Linked DNA regions of Mustela erminea: region 1 is linked to region 2. A link is a contact called in public Hi-C data. All regions are on one chromosome and are shown on one strand. The core of a region is the stretch at or near the end of the contact, and the rest is flanking DNA. Distances in the headings are between cores, read along the strand shown. Region 1 holds the start of FAM214B (protein FAM214B). Region 2 holds the start of TESK1 (dual specificity testis-specific protein kinase 1).

Region 1 (5,020 bases), core at 1,025-3,524, 460 kb after region 2:
AGAGGGTTGCCACTAGAACTTCTAAATCTAGGGGTTTTTATGGTCTTGTTAGTGGGCTGTTTTAATCTGATTAAACTTTCCTGAACCTGTCATCCCATCAGGTTTTTGTCACCGATCTACCACAGGGAAAGGGTGGAGGGCTCCTTGCAGGGTAGTGTAAAATAGGTGGTTTCCTCTTAGGGCAGGAGCCCCCGTTCCAGCTTGCCTGCCTTCCAACTATCCCTCATCATTCCCTGCCTCTGAAGAGGTAACCCTAACTCCTGTTAGGGAAAAAGGGTGAAAACTAATGGTAGCTACTTCCTGCTGATCAGGAGCTTTGGACCAGGCAGCAGTCACTTTAAATCAGGAGTCATTAAATCAGGAGTCATCCTTTCCTGAACCCATAACCTCAGTCTTATCATGAGAAACACATCAGACAAATCCCACTGAAAGACATTCTATAAAATATCAAATGGCAGGGGTCCTGGGTGGCTTGGTGGGTTGTGCCTCTGCCTTTGGCTCAGGTCATGATCCTAGGAATCCTGGGATCAAGCCCCAAATCGGGCTTTCTGCTCTGCGGGAAGCCTGCTTCCTTCCTCCTCTCTCTCTCTGCTTCCCTCTCTGCCTACTTGTGATCTCTGCCTGTCAAATAAATAAATAAAATTTTTTAAAAAATCTAATGGTAAAACCATCAAGGTCATCAAAAACCAGGAAGTCTGAGAAAATGTCGCAGCCAAAGAAAAGTTTAAGGAGACATGACAACCAAATGCAATTTGAGATCCTGGATAGGATCCTGGAACAGAGAAAAGGTGTAAAGAAGAACTAAGAAAGGGAGGGGTGTCTGGGTTGCTCAGTGGGTTAAGCCTCTGTCTTCAGCTCAGATCATGATCTCAGGGTCCTGGGATCACACCCAGCATCAGGCTCTCTGCTCAGCAGGGGGCCTGCTTCCTCTCTCTCTGCCTACTTGTGATCTCTGTCAAATAAATAAATAAAATCTTTAAAAAAAAAGAAGAAGAACTAAGGAAATCTGAATGAGGTATGTACTTTAATTAATGATAATGTATCAATATTGGTTAATTAATTATAACAGATGAACCATAGTAATTTAAATGTTAATAAGAGAAATTGGGTGGTGTACAACGGAAACTCTGAATCGCCTTCATAAATGGTCTATACATCTAAAATTGTTCTAAAATTAATTAAGTTTATTTTTTTAAGTCAAGTAATTTAGTCAAATTCATACAGGTAGTAAATACCCAAACCTAAAGTTCAAAGGCCAACACAAATGATTACAAACCCTATGGTTTTTCCACTACCCCAAACCCTTCCAATTTTACTGTCTGTAGAATTATCGAGGTACTTATATGACAACCTAAACAAGTTCCTTTAGGACAGAGAAAAAATCCTTTTTTTTCTTTGCATACAATTGGTGTTTAGTAAATTATCTTAAGCTAACTACTCACAGAAAGTCCCAGAAACCTAAAGAATCTGCCACTTTCAGAGAACTTCACCAGGTTTGACCGACAGTCTATACCGCCTGCTCTACCGAGAGCCGCGATAGGCCCTGGGCTCTGGGCCCTTCAGTTCTGCAAGGGTCCTGTGCTGCCATCTACAGGTACCTGATACGCGTGGACTTCCCTCTGCTATATCTCGGGAACTAGTAGGGCGAGTGTAAATAGGAGAGAAAACTCAAGCGCTAATTAAATTACAGAACATATGTAACTGTCACATAGGTCATTTGACACTTGTACAAAGCAAGGGCCCTGCTTCTCTCCGGCGATTGCAGACTCTTCCAACTTCGTATTAACACTTAAGCTCCTAAAATTCACAGAATTCCTTTCTGACCCACCTTCTCATAGGTACAGATCTGGCTGTTACTGCCCATCTCCCAGAACTCAGATTCTCCCGTACGGCGTAGGCTGTAGACACTTGCTCAACCTCACAGACTTGAGACACCACCAACCAGATTCTCCCATCTTTACAGACTCCTGAAACTCCTTGCACTACCTTGCAAACCCCAAAGACCTCCCCCATTAAAGCAAATGCGTGCGCTAACCCAGACGTCCCCAGAAAAAGGCTCAAGTTCCGCAGGCAGCTCACACTAACGCGAAAGCCCGGGAGAGCCCCAGTCAGGCTCGGTACCCTCTGGCTAGCGCTTTGATGCCAGCTCCCGCTCCCCCACCCCCAGTCCGATCCGGCCAGCCGAGGCCCGCACCCTGAGGGCCAAGGCCCCGCCCCTCTAGACCTGTCATCACAGAAGCCGCACGTGGCCGGGGTGGGACCTCGGGCGACCTGCAGCCATCACTTTGTCTCCCCCGCCATCCATTGGGGCCGCCGCCGCCAATCAGAGCCAGCGGATCCGGGCTGGAGCTCTAGCGCCCGGGTGAGGCGGGCGGGCGAAGGGGCGGGGGTAGGAGGGTCTCTGAGACCGACCAGGGCTCGCGGTGGAAGAGGGCCTGGCTTGGGTTTTGCCAGGCTGGAATCCGAGGGGCGGGTCCCCGCGAAAGGCTGAGGAACCAGAAGAGGGCGGGGATCAGGGAAGGGGCTAGTGACAGGCGGATGTTCCTGGGGAGACGCATTGGAGAGAAGGGGCGGAGCCATGGGGCGGAGCCTTGTTACAGGGGAGGAGCCAAAGGAATTAAAGAAACTAGCAAAGGGGACGAGCCCGGAGAAGGTGGGAGGTGGGACAAGGGAGGGGGTGGGCCTGGGCGTTGCGGGGGCGGGGCTCGGACAGAAGGGGTGAGGTTTGCAGGCCGAGGTTGCTGCTAGGGCCTCTCTGTAACTGCCCCAACCCACTACCTCCTCAGGTGCAACGGGACTCACGGAACTACAGGTGTGGGGTGGGGTGCGCGTGGAAGGAGGGACAAGGATGGGGGTGCGCTTGGGCAAACAGGAGGTGGGGGGCACGTTAGAAAAGGAGAGAATCTGAGGACTGCTGTGGGGGGGGAGGAAGACAGAGTTGGGGGAGGACTTGGGGGCTCAATGTGTGGGTAAGCAGGTGCATTCTCCAGGGGCCTTTGTGGGGGAGAGACCGGAGTGTTTTGCCGAGGTTGTAGGTACAGTGTGAGGGGGCTAGGACGCTGTCTGATGTGGAGGGTTGGAGGCTGGCTATACTTGAGGGGGAGGGGATCTAAAGTTGCTTTGGGGAAAGCAGGTGCCCTGTGATGGAGAAGAGCTGGTGGTCCAGAGTGTGGGAGAAACGGAGGGACAGAGGGACTGTGCACAGAAAGAAGGGATGGGGTTGTGGGCACTGTGTGAGGGGAAGAGTTGTAGGCCCCAACTGAGTGGGGAAGAACCACTAGTCCTTTGAGAAAGTCCTGGGGCTTTGTAGAGACTCAGGAAGAGGCTTGTGTACTGTGTTCTAGGAATGGTATGATGGAATTGGTGGGGTAAAGAAGCCAGTCCCTAGTGCTCCTGGCTCCTTGGCTCGTTGGCTCCTAATAACACCTTCAGGCTACCACTCTTAGGGAGGGAGGATCAGGCCCCACTTGCTACTAGGTCTTCTGTGACTGTCTCCTCAGTTGGCTTTGGATCTGCCTGGGTGAGACTGGAGTTTCTTCCCCCAGCTGGTGTTCCTGTTAACCCCCATTCTAGTTCCTGTTCCTCCCAGAAGCCTGCCTTGGTCCCTGTCTTCCCCCTCCCCCACTTTGCCCTGCCCTATGCTCTGGGTGTGCTCATTTCCCACTTCCTTCCTCGCCCTGGGGCCTGGCCTGGGACTTGCCCGTCCAGGAGCTGTGCCCTGCCCGGAACTTTGTGCTCAATGGCCACAGACCCTAGTTACCAGGAGCAAGGCCCAGACCCCACCCCACTCCTACCAATATGTCTTCCAACAGCCTCCACAAGTGACTGGCTGCCACTTTTTCACCACTTGCCACAAACTTACTTTCCCCACCCTTTTCCTTCTCCTGGGGGGGAACCCTAGGACCTAAAACCTAAAAACCCTAGGACCTTCTTTGGGAAGGCTGAAAATTACATATATCTTGGATATATGTTTTGAGAGATGGGCTACTATGGCAGGCCGAACTCCAGAAGGGATATGAGGTTCCAGCCTTAGCTGGAAGAGGAAAAGAGAATGACTCCCACACTCCTGGCTTGGAAGCTGATGGTCAGAATGGAGACGAGGGCTTAGACCTCCAGGGAGCCCCTCAGGTTTCCTGAGGAGCCTTGATATAGTGCCAAAGTTCTATTTGCCCCTGGGCTATCTGGGAGAGGGTGAAAAAGGCCAGCCTTCCCCACTGTGGCTGAATGTGTGTGACAGTGTTACTGAAAGGGGCCCCTAGCCAACCTCCTTCTAGCTGTGACTGGCCAGGGAGGGAGGGGGTGCTGAGACCAGACAAAGCCGTGGGGTAGGGTGGGGTAAGGGAGGGCAGGCTGAAGCCTTTTGAGGAGGAGCTGATTGCTATGGCAACACAGCTTCCCAGACTGTCTCTCAGAGAGGCGGGCCTAGGGCAAACACTCCAGCTTCCTCAGGACTGAGGCATTTGTTTGAGTGGGTGGGGCATGAAGAGAAAGGGCATCAGTTTGCTGTGCTGAGGCTGGGATATTTAGCCTCTGTGCTTCAATACAAGCAGGAGGGCATTCAGACATTTGGGTCCATCCTCTGAAAATGAATTTGAGTGAACAATTGCTATTAGAAACATAGCAATATAAGGCCAGAGTTACAGAGGCCCTCAATGGCCATCATTTATACAAACTCCTCATCTTACAGAGTTGAAAATTTGCAGCCAAAGAGATTGACTTTCTCTGGGTCTCACAGTGAAAGAGCAGGAATTAGGATCCAGGCCTTCTGATTGTGTTCACGCAGCCCAGGGCTCATCATTTCTTTTAGCCAATGTTTATTGAGTGGCTATTATGTGCCAGGCACTGATGTTGATTCTGGGAATACTGGCACGAACAAAACAACTTTGCTGCTCTCATAGAGCTTCCATTCTAATAGGGGGAGAAAGAACTATGCGTGAGTGTGTGAGGCAGAGAGAGGCCATGTGGTGATAACTGCTATGAAAAAATAAAGCAGGGTAAGAGTTTGGGGCAGCTAGTTAGG
Region 2 (5,203 bases), core at 71-2,570:
AAGATCCGCGGCAGGTCTTGGGCCCGCCCCCGCCGCGCCGGTTTGCAGGGCCCGGGTAGACGCCGCTCCGCTTCGCTCTGCGCAGGGCCTGGGCCTGGGCCTGGGCCGGGCGGTGGCGGTGGCTCTCCTGGGCGCCGGCGGGCAGGCGGGCGGGCTCCCCGCAGGCGGAGGCGGGCTGGCGGGCGGGCGGGCGGGCTGGCGACCGCTGCTCCGCTTCGCCGCTGGGGCTCAGGCTCCGCGGCCTGCCGGGGGCGGGGCTGAGCCGGGCCTCCGCTTAACTCCTTCCAGCCCGGCCCACGGGCAGCGGCCACGCCCCCTCAGGTACGCAACCCCCAACCGGTGGCCGAGACACCAGAGGCGAGTGGGTCCGGGACGTCGGGACCAAATAAGTTCAGGCCCGAGCTGAATAACTGAAGGAAATTATGGGCTGATTGTGCGTACGCGCAGCTCAAACGTCTTTTAGCTGCCCTGGGAGTCCTTTCTCTCCTCCCACCCTCAGGCCACTGTCTGAGGAAAGCCGGGCTCAGGAAGCCGCCGGATTCCTGGACTCCGACGGCCAGCAGGGCAGAAAAGTAGACCCTTCCCGGCCAGCCACAATCGGAGGTAGCCCAGCAACCCGCCTACCTGCCTGGCCTCCGCTCTGGCCCAGCCTGCCCATTTCCCAGGTCTCGACCCCAACACCTCTGGATTCCCTGACACTTTCCCCTTCTCGGGCGGTGGTGATGCCTCAGGCCTATATAGTGAGCCCGCGGCCCTCCTGTCCCTGGTGTGGCCCCACACCTCCTTATTCCATCCCGCCTCCCTCGAATAAAGTTCTAAAGAAGAAAGGTGTATCCGCCCGGTGACCACCCAGCCTGAACCTTCCTCTTACTCTTTCCTCCAAACGGCCCTATCCCTCTGCAGAGAAGCCTCCACCTGCCCGGAAGCCCCGCCTTCCGTGGGATTCCGCCCCCTCGGCAAAAACCCGCCCCTCCGGGAGACTTCCCTTCGGAGACCCCTCTCCTCCTTAGTGAGACCCTCCCTTCAGAGGGACCGTTCCTCAATACGATTCTGCCACCGTCAGTGTGTGCCAGAACCCCTCAGTGCGACACCCTTCTGTCTGTTCCTCCCACACAATGAGAGACCCCACCTCTCGGAGTGACTCCACGGGTCATTGTGACCCCGCCTTTCAACGTGACTCCTCCCCTCAGTGTGGCCCAGCCCTTATCTGTGTGACCCCTCTCAGGAGGTTCCGCTCTCCGCCTGGTAGGAATCCGGTCTGCCCCCTCAGGCTGGAGGAGGAGCTGCAGCTGGTCTTTTTTTTTTTTAAGGGGGCGCTGGGCCCTGAATGCGCGCGCGCTGCGCACAGCCGTCCCAAACGCTTCCGGTTCTCCGCTGGCGAACTAGCCAATTATTGCCAGGGATGAGTGACGTCTCTGGATCCGACGGACGCCTACCGGGCAAGCTGTTATGGGCGGCACTGAGCAGCTTGCCACCTAGCGGCGGAATGGAGGGCGGCGGGAGTGGGCGCTGCAAGTCTCCGGAACCAAAAGCGCTGGGACAGAGCTTGAGGGAGCAAGTCTGAATTCTTATCAAAAATTCTCACTCAAGGGGCGCCTGGGTGGCTGAGTGGGTTGGGCCACTGCCTTTGGCTCAGGTCGTGGGATCGGGCCCCGCATCGGGCTCTCTGCTGAGCGGGGAGTGAGCTTCCTCCTCTTTCTCTGCCTGCCTCTCTGCCTATTTGTGATCTCCTGTCTGTCAAATAAATAAATAAAATCTTAAAAAAAAAATTCTCACTCAAGGCTGAATTCTTTTAAAAAATTCTCAAGTACTCCATGTCTATTTTTGTGGTAAGATGGAAAGGAAATTTATACAAGCCCAGTCCGCATCCGTGTGGGTGCTCGCCTTCTGACAAGAATCCTGTTTATGAGAGTTGGAGCCGAGTTCTATTTAATTGTCCAATTATATTGAGTAGAGAAAACAGTCTTAGATTACAAACGGTGCCCCAGGGTGGAGAGAAGGCTAGAGGCTGTGCCCATGCCCTGTGCAACTGAAGGTTTCTCACAGGTTTGGAGAGAGAATGGGCAAGATTCATGGTCGTTCTAGAGCCCGTGGAGCCAGGCCAGTCTTGAGAACAACCTATGCCTGGACTTTGTGCCTCATACTCATTCTTCCAGAGACCGTTCGGTCTCAGCAAAACAAACTCATTCATTATCTTAATGTTAGCATCCACAACTACTTAATTTGTAAGTTTGGTTTCTATAGCTGTTTGAGATCTATAAACACTAGCACTTTATGCTTCATTTTGTTAAAATAGTATTATAATAATTTAATTCACTTGTATCTTTATCTAAATTTGAAAGTTACTGTTGTTGGTGGTAATAACTCTAAGCAGAGGAGCCGGGATCCTGTTCTAGAAAGATCATTGTGGTGGTTGTATGGAAGCAACGAGACTTGCCAATGCTGGAGTCAGGAGAGGATGAGAGACTGAACTAGGATAGGGATAATAGGGAAGGAGAGGAGGAAACAGTCAACTAATATTGGAAAACTTGCTGATTGATTTAGTATCCAGAGTCAGTTCAGGGTAAAGAAGGAGCAACAGCCAGTACTTTTTTTTTTTTTTTTTAAGACTGTAATTTTTTATTTGAGAGAGAGAGAGAATACGGTTAGGGGTGGGCAGAGGTGGTGGGGAAAACCTGATGCAGGGGCTCCAGCCCAGTGACCTGAGCGGAAGGCAGATGCTTAACCAACTGAGCCAGCCAGGCAGGCACTCTGGCCAAGATCATTTTTATGTTTGTAGCTTAGATGACTGTATGATATCAACTGGGATAAAGAACCCAGAAGGAGAAAAGGTTGGGTGGGGGAAGACAGATGATTGCCATAAGGAAAGGGGTGATGATAAAGGAAACTTTGAAGGCAGATGCCATCATCCAAGTAGGGTGTATAGAGGAGAAATGGGCTGGCAAGAATCCTGGGGAACACCAACATTAAAAGGGAGGGTGGGTGGCTCAGTCAGGTGTCTGCTTTCAGCTTAGGTCATGATCCCAGGGTCCTGGTATCAAGCCCTGTATCAGGCTTAACAGGGAGTCTTTTTTTCCCCTCTCCCTCTGCCCCTCAGCCTACTTGTGTGCTTTCTCTCTCTGAAATAAATTATATATATATATATATATATAATGGATAGATGAAGAGATGGATATATATATAATATATACATATATATTATATATATAAATGGTGGATAGATGAAGAGAATTTCATGAAGGAGACTGAAAAGAAACAAGGTGAAAGATAGGAAGAGAATCTAGAGAGGCTGGTGCTAAGGAATGGGGAATTTAGGGAAAGTGGAATAATGAATAGCATTAAATGTATTGAATAGTATTAAATGTAGAGGGATCTGCTAAGATAAATTTGTTTTAAAATGTTATTTATTTATTTGACAGACAGAGATCACAAGTAGGCAGAGAGAGAGGAGGAAGCAGGCTCCCTGCTGAGCAGAGGGCCGGATGTGGGGCTCGATCCCTGGGTCCTGGGATCACGACCTGAGCTGAAGGCAGAGGCTTTAACCCACTGAGTCACCCAGGCGCCCCCTGCTAAGATAAATTTTAAGTATTGCTCAAGTTAGGCTATTAGAAGATCCTTTTGTTTTTGTTTTTCAGACTTTTATGATGGGAAAATGTCAAACATGAAAATAAGAACAAGTTGAGAATAGAACAATGAACCTTTATTTACCTCTGTAAGACCATTTGTGGAGAGCCTTGCACTAAATCACTCATGCCTGGATGGCTCAGTGGGTTAAAACCTCTACCTTAAGCTCAGGTAACAATCCCAGAGTCCTGGGATCGAGTCTTGAATCAGGCTCTCTGCTTGGCGGGGAACCTGCTTCCCCCTCTCTCTCTGCCTGCCTCTCTGCCTTCTTGTGATCTCTGTCTGTCAAATGAATAAATAAAATCTTAAAAAAAAATCACTTACCCCTGCCTCAGTTGTGTTGTTGACATAAATGACCTGGCTGAAGTGAAAGTACCTGCTTTTATGTACCTTTTGTGCCAGTGATTCTCCAATGATCAATTCTTGGCCAATCTTGTTTCATACATACTCTGTACCCCTGTGCTCTCCCCTCACCTAATTATTTGGTGTATATTTCTGATATAGCATTTCATCAATAAATATTTCAATATGTTACCTCTAAAAGATAAGAATTCTTTTTTTTTTTTAAAAGATTTTATTTATTTATCAGAGAGAGAGGGGGGGAGAGAGCGAGCACAGGCAGACAGAATGGCAGGCAGAGGCAGAGGGAGAGGCAGGCTCCCTGCTGAGCAAGGAGCCCGATGTGGGACTCGATCCCGGGACGCTGGGATCATGACCTGAGCCGAAGGCAGCTGCTCAACCAACTGAGCCACCCAGGTGTCCCAAGAATTCTTCTTTAAAACAAAATCACAGTACCATGTTACATCTAACCCCCCCCCCCAATTCCTTAATATCAAGTATCTATTTGCTCACATTTCCCCCAATGTCTTATGTTTAGTTTAAAAAAATTGTTTGAATCAAAATCCAAATAAGGTCCATACTTCGCAGCTGATACATCTCTTAAATCTTTTCATTTTTATTTTTTAAAAGATTTCACTTATTTGTTAGAGAGAAACGACAAGCGGGGGAGGCGCAGGCAGAGGGAGAAGCAGGCTCCCTGCTGAGCAAGGAGCCCAATATGGGAGCTTGATCTCTGCACCCTGGGATCATGACCTGCCAAAGTCAGCCACTTAACCAACTGAGCCACCCAGGTGCCCTGGGGGCAGATAATCCTTTATTGTTAGGTGGCTGTCTGTGCACTGTAGGATGTTTAGCGACATCCCTGGCCTCTACCCACTGGATGCCAGTAGCAGCTCCTCTAGTTGTGACATCAAAAATGTCTCAAGACATTGCCACTTTTCCCCTGGGGGAATGTAGGAATTAGAAAACAATACTCATTCTACTCTTCCTTCCTTCCTCTACAAAGAGAAATTTTTCTATACCTGTTTGTTATGCAGAGACATATTTCATGTAGGAAAGGCAAGAAAAATGCTTGTTTCCTTTTTATTTTCCCAGCTTTTAGTGAGTTGGTTCCCTTGCATCCTTGAAAAGTAAGTTTTTTTTTTAAATGTCAGGGTTTTTATTTTTTTTTGTTTAGAGAAAGCATATGAGCAGACAGGGGCATAGGGAGGGGGAGAGAGAATCTTAAGCAGGCTCCATG

Evidence for each region. Hi-C and Micro-C count contacts between places; a contact is called where the count stands out from the background.
Region 1: a Hi-C map of skeletal muscle shows a contact between it and region 2, with 11 times the contacts expected there. The contact joins the promoter of FAM214B here to the promoter of TESK1 in region 2. A contact is called at or near these places in 2 of 3 Hi-C or Micro-C datasets (skeletal muscle and spleen).

What each region holds. Positions count from the first base shown.
Region 1 is chr12:36,279,101-36,284,120 of mMusErm1.Pri, forward strand. FAM214B (protein FAM214B) reads left to right here and starts at 2,275. Exons shown (of 9, transcript XM_032308041.1): 1 at 2,275-2,362.
Region 2 is chr12:35,815,574-35,820,776 of mMusErm1.Pri, forward strand. TESK1 (dual specificity testis-specific protein kinase 1) reads right to left here and starts at 1,321. Exons shown (of 10, transcript XM_032307378.1): 1 at 1-1,321.